Linked DNA regions of Gossypium hirsutum: region 1 is linked to region 2. Evidence: chromatin contacts called from public Hi-C data. All regions are on one chromosome and are shown on one strand. Each heading gives the region's core, a stretch centred on a gene start, on an enhancer-like site or on the middle of the called end of the contact. The rest is flanking DNA. Distances are from core to core; before and after follow the strand shown.

Region 1 (6,250 bases), core at 739-3,238, 200 kb before region 2:
TCAGTTTCACAACTTTCATTTTTAAACAAAGCTGCCAAAAGAATATACGAAGCCATCCATCAGGCAACCGCAAGCAAACAAGTATATAAATCCATAATGGCCAACTCTACGTTAATAGAAGATGACTAGAAAGAAAGTTTTCCGCTCTGCATCTGGTTTTGGCCTTCAAAAATTATTGAAAAATAGCTGGATTCAGAAAGATCAACGGTAGTATGCCATGTGCCTCGACGACATGAAAGGCGAAGTACCAAAAGGCGAGGACTTCTGGACTTGGGCAGGGGAATTGGAAGATTTCTTTTTCTCACACTTGGTTTCAGAGCGAAGCCAGGCTTCAACAACAGAGAGCAAATTTTCTGAGCTTTTCAACTCATTAATTTCTGTTAACTTCTCAGATCTCTTCAATTGACCATCTTGGATGTAAGCCAAATGTGTTGCCCATGTCTCCAAACCATCAAAAATATGGGTAGCATATACGACTGTGGCTCCTCTCTAATACAATAGTAAATATCAGTTAGAGAATGGACATGAAATCATCAATGAGAGTACTCGAACGGTACAAAAACATCTATGCCCTACATGTGGATGGTGATCGAATAAGTGGCCATAATCAAAATGAAACCATCAATATTACTAATTGTTGCAGAAAGAAAGTGCCAAATAATGAAGAGCTGTATCAGTTATATACTTTTCGTAAGAAATATTCAACATAGTAATGTTCGAGCACCTTATTCATATTCAACAACCAGTCAGTATTTTAGGATGTGATTGCAAGGGCAGAGAACACAAGTCAGTACCTGCTCACATTCTTCCTTAAAGAAATCAAGTAAATCCATCCTCGCAACAACGTCAAGGTCCACGGTGACCTCATCTAGCAAAAGAACCTGCAATCAAGGAAAAGAAAACATTAAGTTACAAACAAATCAGGAAAACTAGTAATCATGCAGATTAGAAGTCACAAAATTATCCAAAAGCATGTACAAGCTTGAAGTGGAAGGTCGCAGTTGAATGTTTGCTTGTCACTAGGTAATTAAGGTACATTATAATTCATCAGTTGTAGATTATAGCAATAGCAGAATCGTAAAGCTTCAAGTGAAGATATCAGTCACACAAAAATGGCATATTAATAACTTCAAAACACCTGAAAAGGATGAAGAAGACCCATGCAAATTTGGACTCGACGTCGTTGTCCATCAGAAACCTTATGCATTCTCCATTGCAAATCAATATCAAGCAACTCAATCAATTTATCTCTCCTTACAGGATCAATTCCTTCAACTGTCAACAATAATTTTAGACCCAAAAAGAATGTTTAATTTCAAAGGAGAACAAAGGAGCAAGTAAAGAAAGCAACAAACAACAAGAGACTAATTAGCACTCACCTCCAAATATCATGTGTTCCGCTGAGAAGTCTCCCTGCAATGGAACCTCTCCCTGCATATGTTTGGCACAGTAAATTTGTAGTGTTAAACGAAAATGGTGGATATTAATCTTAAAAACAGAAATAGAAAATTTTACTAACAGCAGAGCCAATAGTTTTACTCCAAGATCCTCCCAAATAAGCTAAATCACCACCACAAACAAGTTGAGTATCGTGAAAAGCCGAACGGTTTAGTACTCTCACGACATCTCTTCCACCCACCATATGTTTTCCTGCTAAAATTTTCAACAATGTCGTCTTCCCTGCTTACAGTTAAAAAATTAGAATCAAAATTCCTTTACAAAATCGTCGTCGTTCGAAAGCAAATAGAAATTACCAGATCCGTTGGCGCCGACGAGAAGGCAACGAGATCCACGAGCGATGTCGAGATTGAAATCGAAGAAAAGCGGATGCTGTAATTCGTAGGCGAATTGCATGCCGCATACGGTGATGCCTTGCAAGTCTCCTCCATTTTCCTTTCCTTCTCCTGATCGGCAACAAGCTTGTTCCGCCATTTTTCGTGTGAATCCCCCGGTTCTTTACAACTTCTGTTTTTGCGGCCATTTTAATATTCATGTCTTCTAATTGTTATTGCTGGGATTTAGCCACGTAAATGGTTGGTGGAACTGGATCTCCTTGCACAGAATTTTACACGTGGAAGATATGTGTTGGGACACGTTATTCGTTTCAATTTTATAATGGGTAAAGAAACGGGGATGTGCGGCTGCGTTTTGATAGGAAGTGTAAAAGCTAAAAACGACAGCGTTTTTTCTTTGTTTGCTTGCCTTGCGGAGAAAGCAGGACCGAATAATATTTTTAAGATATCTTCACTAATTTGAATATAAAGTATTTAATGTTATTATATAAAAATAAAAAATTAAATAAAAATTCATTTCTGTTTGAATAATAGTTTTTTAACTTGTGAAATAAAAATTAAACTAACCTAAATTAATGAAAATTTACTTAATCAATTTCCAAATTTCTTAATTTTATTAGCTCTAGGAAGACATTTGAAATGATAAGAAACTTTCGTGTCTCTTAAATATATATATTAACTTAAATGTTTGCCTTGAATAGGATGGTAATTCAGGTTGCGAATATTCAATATGTTTTTCGTGAATATGGATATTGTGAATTCAAATGTTAAAATTACCATTCATCGTAGACCCAGAATAGATGTGAATAAATACATTGAAAATCCATTAGTCGCATACGCGAATATGAATATCAAAATCCACTTTTTACAAAATGTTTATAATTTTTATTTTCATATATATAAAAAGAGTTTTAACAAACTTTTGCAAATTTGGATATTCAAAAAATGATTAGAATTTTTAAAATTGGGTTTTTACGGATCCAGTTATCCAACAAATAATAGTATTTAATTTAAATTTAGATAGTAATACTTGAATAATTTACCATTAATAAACGAACAATTCAAAATATACAAATATCTGACTTAGTGCCATTCCTAATCATTATTCACAAATATTTGGGTGCTAAAACTGTTTTGTTTTGTATTCTATTCTTTTTCTGGCTATAAATTTGTGCAGAAGATGCGAGGGATAAGGAAGAACAATGAGCAAATTCCAAAAGGGAGCAGAGTTTTGAGTACTTTTGGCATGTCACGTATCAATTCACACAATGTTTAACAGAAAATTTATTAATTTTCTCTATTATATTGAAATTGTATAAGAAAAACATAAATGGTTCACGTCAGACGAAAGAGGCATATATATATATGATATTATTTTCCAAACATGAAAGTGTGAAGGCACCCTGTCCCTTTTTTCCTTTCCTTTTTCCTTTCTTCATTTCCTTTTTCTTTTCAAATATCAAAAGCATCAAACACAAGAGCTTACATACTTGAGAATAAATGATAATGCAAATTTAGAAAGCTGCCCATCCTGATGCAGTGGTCTTCGTAGATCCTGATCCGGTTGCTGGAAGGTGATTCCTCTGTAAATGTCATCAAGGGAGTTAATTGTGGAACCAAACACGAGTTTCTGTTACTCGGAAAATCAGAAGCCTCCTAAGAAAACATCCATAGATCAAGCATGAAAATATTTTAAAAGCCTAAAGTTAATTCCATTTTCTTATATCAGAGCTTCCATTCCAAATCTACACCTACACCACCGCTTGTGAACAATAAGCATTTGATTTAGCTCAACACAGTCACCAGTAAGAGGTAAAGGAAGTCAATGTGGCTATATGTATACAATGTCAAAGAAACAATTAAGGCCCCGTTCTTCATTGCATTTGGGGTTTCAAAAGTGCTTTTCTACCGTAGAAGCAATGAAGAACACCTGACTTTTGGAGTTAAAGTGCTTTTCCACCCAAAAGCAAAAGCTATGTAACACAGAATCATATAGATGTTGGCACAACTTTGCTTGACAAAAGCTACGAAAAATAACGAATGTGGATGTGGTAAACATATTATGATACCCAATTCCCTAACAATGCTACATTCAAGAGAAAAACAAAATCAAAATTTGCAGATCTTTTGGGTATGTAGAGCACACGAAATCTATATTTGGTTTAAGTATCATACATGCTAAAGGCATACCTCTAGTTGAGAAAAATATGTTGATGGGTTGGTTTGTTTCATGTTTTCTTTGGGTGCTCTTTGACCAACACCTTGACTAGTAGAGGCAAGCCGAGCAGCAACAGGGTCATTGGGAGGGGGTGGGAGAGGAGACCTTATTTTTCCAGCACCACTGGGTGGTGGAGCAAGGCTCAAGGTCTTAGGCTTTCCACTACCAGACAATCCCGCAGCTGAAAGCATACCGGTTCCACTAGATGGCTTGTGCTTCACATTAATCCGGATAGTCTCACCTTCCTACAACCCAAAACACCATAAGATCAAAATCCATCTAAGTAAAAAACGAACACTGTATTGAAAACCCGTTAGTAATGACAACAATAATAATTAAGACTACATTGTACACTTTAGAGCAGAAAACCAAAGACAGCTAAGTGCCAATGATGACTGATGAATCTAATTTAACCCCTTAATTTCTTTATCAGTAAATCAAGAATTATAAGAACAACAGAACCTGCAAAAAAGAAAAGCTTATAAATAATTCATTTAAGAAGGCACATTGACCGAAAAGATGTTGCACAATCTCTCCATAATATTTAGATTCAACTTATGAATAGAACCAACGGATCAACTAAATTTCTTCCTTTGTTCACTTACCCAAAACCCCAAATTCTGAAATCAATCAAATTTTAATCTAACAATTTTAGCTCAAAAATATGAAAATCAACCCACATTCTAAAATCAGTTACAAATTGAAGTTTAAAACTAGTAAAAAAGTAGAAGACTTGAAAGTTTCTACCTTCAATCTATGATTAACAGCGGGATGAATATCAATATGAGAATCACTGTCACTCGTCTCGCCAGTCTCTTTCTCGTTCTCTCTTCTAACATGCTTCTCGTGATCTGACAACGCCACGTTGAAATCAAACGCCTCGTTCCGTTCATTAAAACCGAGCCCAATAAACGCGTGTTTTCCATTGCCATCCTCGATCTTGAGCACGAAGTATCGAGATGAATCGAGAGCCGGCTCGACGGAACTCTCGCGCTGTCCCGGGTGGATGAAACAAGCGGCAAAAAGCTCACCCGAGTTGGGATCCTCTAACCGGATCTCACAACGGTCCTTGCAGGAGACAACCCGGAGTCGACCAGACCAGATCTTGTCGGATTGGAGCCACTCCCCGCATTTGTAACCGCCGGAGGTGGAGCGGGGCGGGATTTTGAAGACGGAGACTTCGCGAACTACGAGGAGGGTGTGTTCAATAGAGTCTTCTTCATCGAACGACATTTCGTGGGGAATGTGGGTTTGTCTTTGAGAAAAAAAGAGACGAGAAATTTGGAGAGGAGAAATATGGGAAGAAAGAGAGAACAGAGGTGGGAGGGAGTAATCGGATGGTGAGAGGGTGGCAGAGAGACTTGGATTCAAAGAGAGTGCTTGAAATGTCAACTGCCTCCTGGGGTGGGAAGAGGTGCCCATCTCATTTACTGTTTTACCCTTTTTGTTATCCAAAATATCGATTTGGTTCTGCGTATCTAATGGAATTTTTATTTTATTTTAGGTCCCTATTTGAGATATGAAATTAGACTTTTAACTTAAACAATTTTTCTTCCTACTTAAAATTCTCCTTTCTAATATTTTTATGGGTCGAGTCAAACTGAATTTGGATTAAATTTAAGTATGATATTAATATATTTTATGTTTATTTAAGCCTAGACCCGAAATTTAAACATAAAATTTTATCCAAACCTACTCAAATTTATAAAAAAACTAACACAAATACATTTTGACTCACCCATATTATTTTTTAAAATTTATTTATATTATATTATTTTAATATTTAATAATTTTATACATTTTTTATTTATTAAAATTTTTTATAGTCATTTTAACATTATTTTAATAGTTACATTAAAATAGTATTATATATTTAATATAGGTTTAAGCTCGAGCCAGACCCATATTTTAAACAGACCTAATTTTTTGTTCAAACACATTTTTTAAATCTTATATTTTTATCAAAATCCTCTCAAATTTTGAACCGGCCTTCAAGCTTGGGCGGATAACCTAATATATGAATAGGTCTACTATTTTCTTGAAAACTCTACGATTTACTAAATTCAGACCGCAATATGAAAATAATTCTTAAGTTTAAGGACTAACTTGAAAAAAAAGTTCAAACCCAAGTACGTAAAAAAAAAGTTCAAACCCAAATACGTAAATAGTTACGGATAAATAATTATTTAATGCTTTTACTTTTTTTTTATTTCGGTGTATCTAATGGATTTGAATTTAC
Region 2 (6,970 bases), core at 3,623-6,122:
TATTAAGGCATAGTTGCAGCAATACAGATGCAGCATTCTCCTTACCCCTCTGTGATCCTGATTCAAGAATTTCAACTAGTAATGGGACACCACCTTCTCGTACAATTGCCACACGCCCTTCCGCAACTGTCGACAGGTTTGAGAGAAGGGCAACTGCCTTGTCAACCATCCCACTATCAGGGTCCATTAACTGGACGAGGTATTTTACAGCACCTGCTTGAGCCATACGAGCCTTATTTTCATGGAAGATTGATAAGTTAAATAAAGCAGTAGCAGCATCTTTTTTCCCTCTCAATGTTCCTGAGCTCAGAAGATTCACCAAGGCTTTGACAGCACCAGAGCGTCCAATCCTTGCCTTGTAATCTTCCAAGGCAGAAAGACTGAACAAAGCTGCCGCGGAATTTTCTTTGGCTCCATCATTTCCAGACTTTAAAACATGAATCAGTGGCTCTATTGCTCCTGATTTTGCAATAATAGCCTTATTATCTTCACTGATTGAAAGATTTAAAAGGGCTGTAACAGCATGCTCTTGGGTTAGCTTCACTTCTGAGTACAGTAGAGATAGTAATGGTGCAATAGCACCACAGCGACCAATAATTATACGATTCTCCATGTTGTTCTTTGCAAGAAGGCGCAATTCTAGAGCAGCTTTAGTTTGGACTTCATTTGATAGGCTTTTGAGGTTGTCTACTAATTTCATCACATGGGAAGTTGTGGTTAAATCATCACATCCTGACCCAGAAAACGTAATGGAGTATGCTCTGTTATAATCATGGTTTCCATTAACTGCCTCTTCTACTTTTGCTCCAGAGACCTGCAACTGCTTGCCTGATGTCCATGAAGAAAATCCAGAATCTTTTCTTATAGGAAAAGTGCCAAGACCCTTGGATGAAATTTCAGCTACCTCATTCATTTCAGGTTTCTTCAACCTTCTTGACAAGTCATTTAAAGCAGGAGGCATATAATCAATACTGGAAACTTCACTTGCTGCTGATTCAGTTCTGCTGTGAATATATGAATGATCGGAGGATTGGTCATACTTGTCAATCTCCACACTTTGGCATCTATTGCATTGTCCGCTATATCTAGATGAGATGCCAATCTTCAGCTTCTCTAAACCAGACCCAACCTCAATTGATGATCTCGATGTGGAACTACTACTGTTTGCAAAGCAACAGAAGCTATCAGTATGAGTTAAATCTTGGGAGGATTTATGATTTGAAGGAGAAGAGATTGAGACAAGTTTAGCATGCCCAGTGCGATTGGAAAGTTGTAAGTTGTTTTTGTCACACCAATTTGCTAGCATAGCTTTCACCGTAAAATTTGGAGTGAGATTTGTATGTTTTAGTGTCTGACGAGTCTTTGGGCAAATGGTCAGTCCACTGTCAAACCACTTCTGGATGGAGGCCCTGTCATAAGTTTGCCCAGAAGCCACAATAACAGGATCCATCATAAGTTCCAATGAAAGGGGGCAAACAAAATGTGGAGGGATCAAAATGCCACTTGTGGGTTCAAAATGCTCAATTTTAAGCATATAATCACGTATATGAGAGATGAGATCCACAATTTGATTGATTTGATCTAATTTCCCTTTCGCGTTGTTAGCTTGAGCATTCATTCTCTCTTTTTCCACTGCCACAGTTTCTTTTAACAATTCCTGGTTTGACGTCAAGTTCAGTGACTTGATAACTTTTACCAGATGATCAGTACAAGGAATAGCGCCATCTTTTAGACTTCTCAAAGCATCTCCTATATTTTCTGATAGTCTCTCCAGGTTCAGACATTTAATTTCCCGAATACAGTGCTGAAACAGTTGAACATCAATTAGTTTCACTACTCAAAGCCAACTCAGCACCGAGAAAGTGATAGCAGTTGACATCCAGCTGCCTTAATAATGTCTAAAAGGGCAACAAAATTTGTGAAAAAGAAAACGAGCAGCATGTTTGTCATCTAAGCATACTATTTAAGCAACACACTTGATTTATTCTTACCTGAACACTGGTTATACTTGAAGTTGATGGTGATGACTGCAACGATTTATATAATATGTGACATATCTGAAGTGAAGAGCTTTGCATTTTTATCAGAAAAGGCTCACTCTGGAGAACCTGTACATGTTTTCAAAACAAAAATAAGTATTTGAACGGGATAGTATTAGAAGCATGAAAATCCTATTTCTTTTATTCAAGAGGGAAAGGCATGCATAATACATATCAACATCCAACATTCAAGCTTCTTTTCTTGGAGCAACTAGGGCACAATAGAGGAAGTCCTCCCTTTCCCTTCCTCCTACCCCTGAACTGCCACTCCTTGTGATGAAGGCACCATTTGATCTTAGGTCCTTGGTATATCAAAGAACTTTAACAATTAGGATAGCTGGCACAATTCTTATTCGTTTTACTAAATGCTGCATTCAATTGCAGAATAAACATGAGGAAAGATATGTACTTTATTGCAATCTATTGTAAACTGGATTAGCTTTGCCACTTTATCACTCTAAGTGTTCTTCCACAAAGTATTACATTTTAATACCTAATTGGCACCATCCTTGTTACCTTTAAATTTTGACTGTGTTACATATACGAGAAATGGATTTTCTTGCAATCTATAACAAGTTGGGTTATATTTGCAATCAATCATTGAAGTTTTCTTCTATGAACTATGATAACCTACAATTAACTGAAACTTTAACAAATCTCACATAAGGCCAATTTTAGATCCTTAATACTCATGTTTCCTGCCATTAAAGAAGCTGGACATCCACCCTATCAATGGCTTCATACAATAAAAATTTGATGGTGGGTACTATTTGATTCCTCTGTGCATAAAAACAACACCTAAGCCAGACCGAATTGAAGGAAAACTGGTTTTTCATACATGAACAATAAATAACAAACAAATAATAGAACCAAAAAACATTGACAAATCGGAGGAAACATGATTCCTTGATTCCAGAACTACTTTTTTTTTTTTAGGTACCATTTCACGAAAGTAAAGACTAAGATTAAACTTACCATGTGGATTTTGCTCATCTTAGGACACCAGTTCTCCATGAATTCTCGAGCCTCATTAACAAGCATGTCTAGCTCTTCACACTCTTTACACAGAATTTCATCTGAAGGTATCTCACAATCAACAACATCATCAAGCAGCGGTTTTAAAAGTTTTAACACAACAACCATATTCCGGTAATCCTTTCCAATAGGAACAACTTTTCTGGTCTGGCATGATACAAGATGAGCAAATCGAGCAATACTGTTAATAAGACATCTCACGGAGGTTGTGTCCATCTGACCTGTATATCAATGAAGCATACAGAATTTATAAAGAAAAAAGAAAAAACTTATAAATCAAAATAGTATAAAAATTGCTCAGGCATAATCTGTTCATAAGTACAGGAGTGCCTTTGAAAAAACTTAAGCTTGCATCATTATCTGTGTTGCCTTTTTTCCCATAATCTAAGGAAGCCCACTCATTAGATGTCAATCAAAAAGATAAAAGATTAATTTGTACATCTTTTTATAGTAAGAGAAAGGCTTTGATTGATGTATATCTGAGGAACACATACAAACACATACACTGCTCACGAAAATTACTTGTTCACCAATGCCATGGAAATTGATATTTTTCCACTATCTAAGGAAATCCACTTGACTAAATTCCCAATTAAAAAAACATCAAATAAAATATCAGATTTTATAAGATTCAGTGTAAGAAAAAGGCTTTTGGCTGGTCAACAATAATGTTATCTATTTGTGGACTGTTGGACTCTTAGTTACAATAGTCAAGGTTCAATGTTCAATCCCCATAGCATTAGCACTTCAAGTATTAATAAAAAGGAAGACTTTTTTTAAAGAAAATATATTTTTTACACATTCATGGCATTCTCCATATTGACTTTTTCCCATTTAGGAAAGGCTAGACTATTCCAACAAAATATAATACTATGAAAAAAAAATAAAAGATAAGATCTCCACAAATTAATAATAGCTTGGCATGTGAAAGAAGCTTTGTACTAATTATCTCATGAGAAACAAACACAAATAGCAATTGTGATATTGGAAAGCACAAAAACAAAAGCTACTGAAATCTTATAAAATTGATTTCATAGTTTATTTGTTGTAGAAAAGCTTGATTAAAAAAAAAAAGCTCTTAAACTTCAATGATAAAAATCTCTTCACCCTTCATTTAGAAACTGAAGAAAGCTTATTAAGAGTTTGAAGTTCAACAACATCAAAAACTACGTTTAAAATGGCTACCATAAGATCCAAATTTCCAGTTTCTGCCATTTAGCTATCAGCATCAGAGAAAAAGGGTATTACGCAAATTCACTAAACCAACAAAAAAAAGGGTTTCTTTTATTTTTCTTATAATTGAAATACTTCTCCACAGTCCACCAAGAAAATACAGATGAAAAAGCAGGAAAATTACCCGGTTTCTCTTAAAACCCAATTCCAAAACAACAAAGCCAGTTTATATAACCAAGACCAGAAAAAAAAATCATCAGTTTATACAATCGAAAACAGCAGAAATGTTATAAAATTTTTAAAAAAAATGAAAAACTAATATTTAAACATACAGAGGAAGCATGTTATACCTCTTTCCTGAAATGGGTTTAAGCAGGTGAAACGAAATAAACACAGATCTTGGTAGACATTTGAGTAATGAAATATCTTCAATGGAAATAAGCAAATATTAACCCTTTAAGCATCAAAACATAATAACTTCAACCTCAGCTTCTATATACTTTCTTTTCATTTATTTGCCTTCCTCAGCAAAGCTGCATGAGAGAGAGCTGCAAGAAAATAAAGAAACTGGAAAAACAAAAAGGGAAAATACTGGAAAAAGGAAAGCAAAAGGGTAAACAGGATGGGCCCTATTTGGTGGAAGATTTGTTGGGTTTTGAGGAAAAAATTAATTAAGAGTGGGGGAAGATTAATTAATATCAATCATGATTTAGATGAAACAAAAATAAAATGGAGCCAAGGGGCTTGGCTTTTTTTTGTTTAAATATGTATTTAGTGTATTTGGTTTTAGCTTGATTAGAATATTGTTATGAATTTAAGAGGATATAAGTTTGAGTACACTAAAGTATATTATCCTGAAATTTTTCAAAGTTATTAATATTTTTAAGAATATTTTAATATTGATGGATGTCAAGTTTTATAAAAATTTTTATACGGTCATGTTTTTCGTATTTCGTTGAAATTAAAATAATTATTTTAAAATTATTTTAATACTCATAGATATCAAATTATTTATTAAAAAAATAAAAAATGTATAACATAATTTGAATAATTTTTTATAAAAATTTAAATTGACCTCTAAGTATTTATAGGTGTCAAGTTTCTTTTAAAAACATCGCTACTCATGGATGTTAATGACACTAACATAGTGTATGAGTTCCACAACCCGGTGGATAATGATTTTAAGCTACATTTTGCTACAATAGATCTTGGATTGGCACGTTATCATTATCTCGTTGTTTACTTTACATGCCTATAAAATGAACTCAAATTGTGCACTCGGGTACCCTATAAAAAAAATGATGCAATTGATGGATGAGTGAGGTGTGTTTGGCCTCATTTGACCAAAGAGTTATGTAAGTTCTATATTTGTGATTGTCATTTCCATCGTTCGATCCATTATCAACATAATACGAGGACCTACGAAGATAGTACATTGAAGAGGTAAATAGAGCAAACATCTATATTGGTTGATCTAGGTTTTGCTGGAGAGATTCGGAAGCTTAGGCATAACCTTTCTGAAGTGCTCATTGACAATTGAATGCTACACGTGGTTCCTTTACTGCTAGATACTCTTCTTCCCAATAGAAACACCCAGACCATCTAATTGAGCTATTGTATATATTACCTTGTAGGGTAGAAAATTACCATCATGAATAATTTCTCAATATATGCACTAATCCATCGACCAATGTTGTTCCTACCACTTAAAATTTTATTCTATAAAGTCAATTAATGTTTTATGAATATATCGAATTAAATTAAATTAATTAACTATCCATAAAAATTATGGAAAATGAATTCACACATTTATACACTAAAAAATTCAATCTGAAAATGATGGTGTTTAAAATATTGGAAATATGCAAAAGATGGGTGGTAGATGATGAAACTCAATTTTCAAGTTTCAATCAAAAGGAAGAAAATATCAATCTCCTGTCATTTTCCATTGATATTTTTAATGGACAAGATAAATTATATATATATATATTAGAGGTGTAGTTTGTCTTCTTCAAACCAACAATATGTATGTAAATACATATTTAGATTGTCAGAAATTCCCCTCCACTAATCAATGTTGACCATGGACGGCATTTCTGTAGATTCATTTACTATTAAAGAATTATAAAAATAGGTAACCAAAAATAATAAAATAATAATAGTCCAGATTTATTTATTGTGGTGGTTAAAACTTTGTTTGACACTTTAATGGGATAACTTTTTTCCATATGATAAAAAAATTATATATAAATTTTAATTAATTATTTTTTTTAAATTAAAAAGAGTATTTTTTATTTTTAAAATAAATTTAATGATTTTTAAATTTTTTAAATGAATTTTTAAGTTTTTAAAAATTAAAAAAATTAATTAATTACTGACGTAACATTTACGTATGCGTCACGTCAATAAATTTAACCGATATTAACTTTTTTAATTATTTTGAGACAAATTGATAAATAATATAAGTTTAAAGGTTAAATAACGAAAAATTAAATGAAAGGTTAAAATAATTTTTTTTATAAAATTAGAAGACTAAATAAATTATTATACTATAATTTTACAATAATGTATATTTTTATAATTAAATTTAAAAAAATAGTGCATTCCTTTGATTTGCTGTTCTAACTTTATAGATTTTTATAGGTAAATATTGTTGTTTAATTGGTAACGAATATTTTACTTGAAAATTTGTATTTCTAAACGATCCCCTTTTTTTTACGGGA

The links. Hi-C and Micro-C count contacts between places; a contact is called where the count stands out from the background.
Region 1: a contact with region 2 is called in a Hi-C map of leaf, with 2.6 times the contacts expected there. The contact joins the promoter of LOC107955520 here to the promoter of LOC107955431 in region 2. A contact is called at or near these places in 11 of 34 Hi-C or Micro-C datasets (anther, callus, hypocotyl and 2 more).

What each region holds. Positions count from the first base shown.
Region 1 is chrA07:95,919,278-95,925,527 of Gossypium_hirsutum_v2.1, reverse strand. It overlaps LOC107955520 (ABC transporter I family member 21), which reads right to left and starts at 1,988. Exons shown (of 6, transcript XM_016891309.2): 1 at 1,755-1,988; 2 at 1,520-1,680; 3 at 1,380-1,431; 4 at 1,139-1,275; 5 at 795-881; 6 at 1-489. The coding sequence starts at 1,932. The coding sequence ends at 202. LOC107955519 reads right to left here and starts at 5,435. Exons shown (of 3, transcript XM_016891308.2): 1 at 4,759-5,435; 2 at 3,984-4,256; 3 at 3,065-3,376. The coding sequence starts at 5,433. The coding sequence ends at 3,308.
Region 2 is chrA07:95,721,571-95,728,540 of Gossypium_hirsutum_v2.1, reverse strand. LOC107955431 (U-box domain-containing protein 3) reads right to left here and starts at 4,872. Exons shown (of 5, transcript XM_016891216.2): 1 at 4,598-4,872; 2 at 3,015-3,295; 3 at 1,992-2,108; 4 at 1-1,804. The coding sequence starts at 3,290.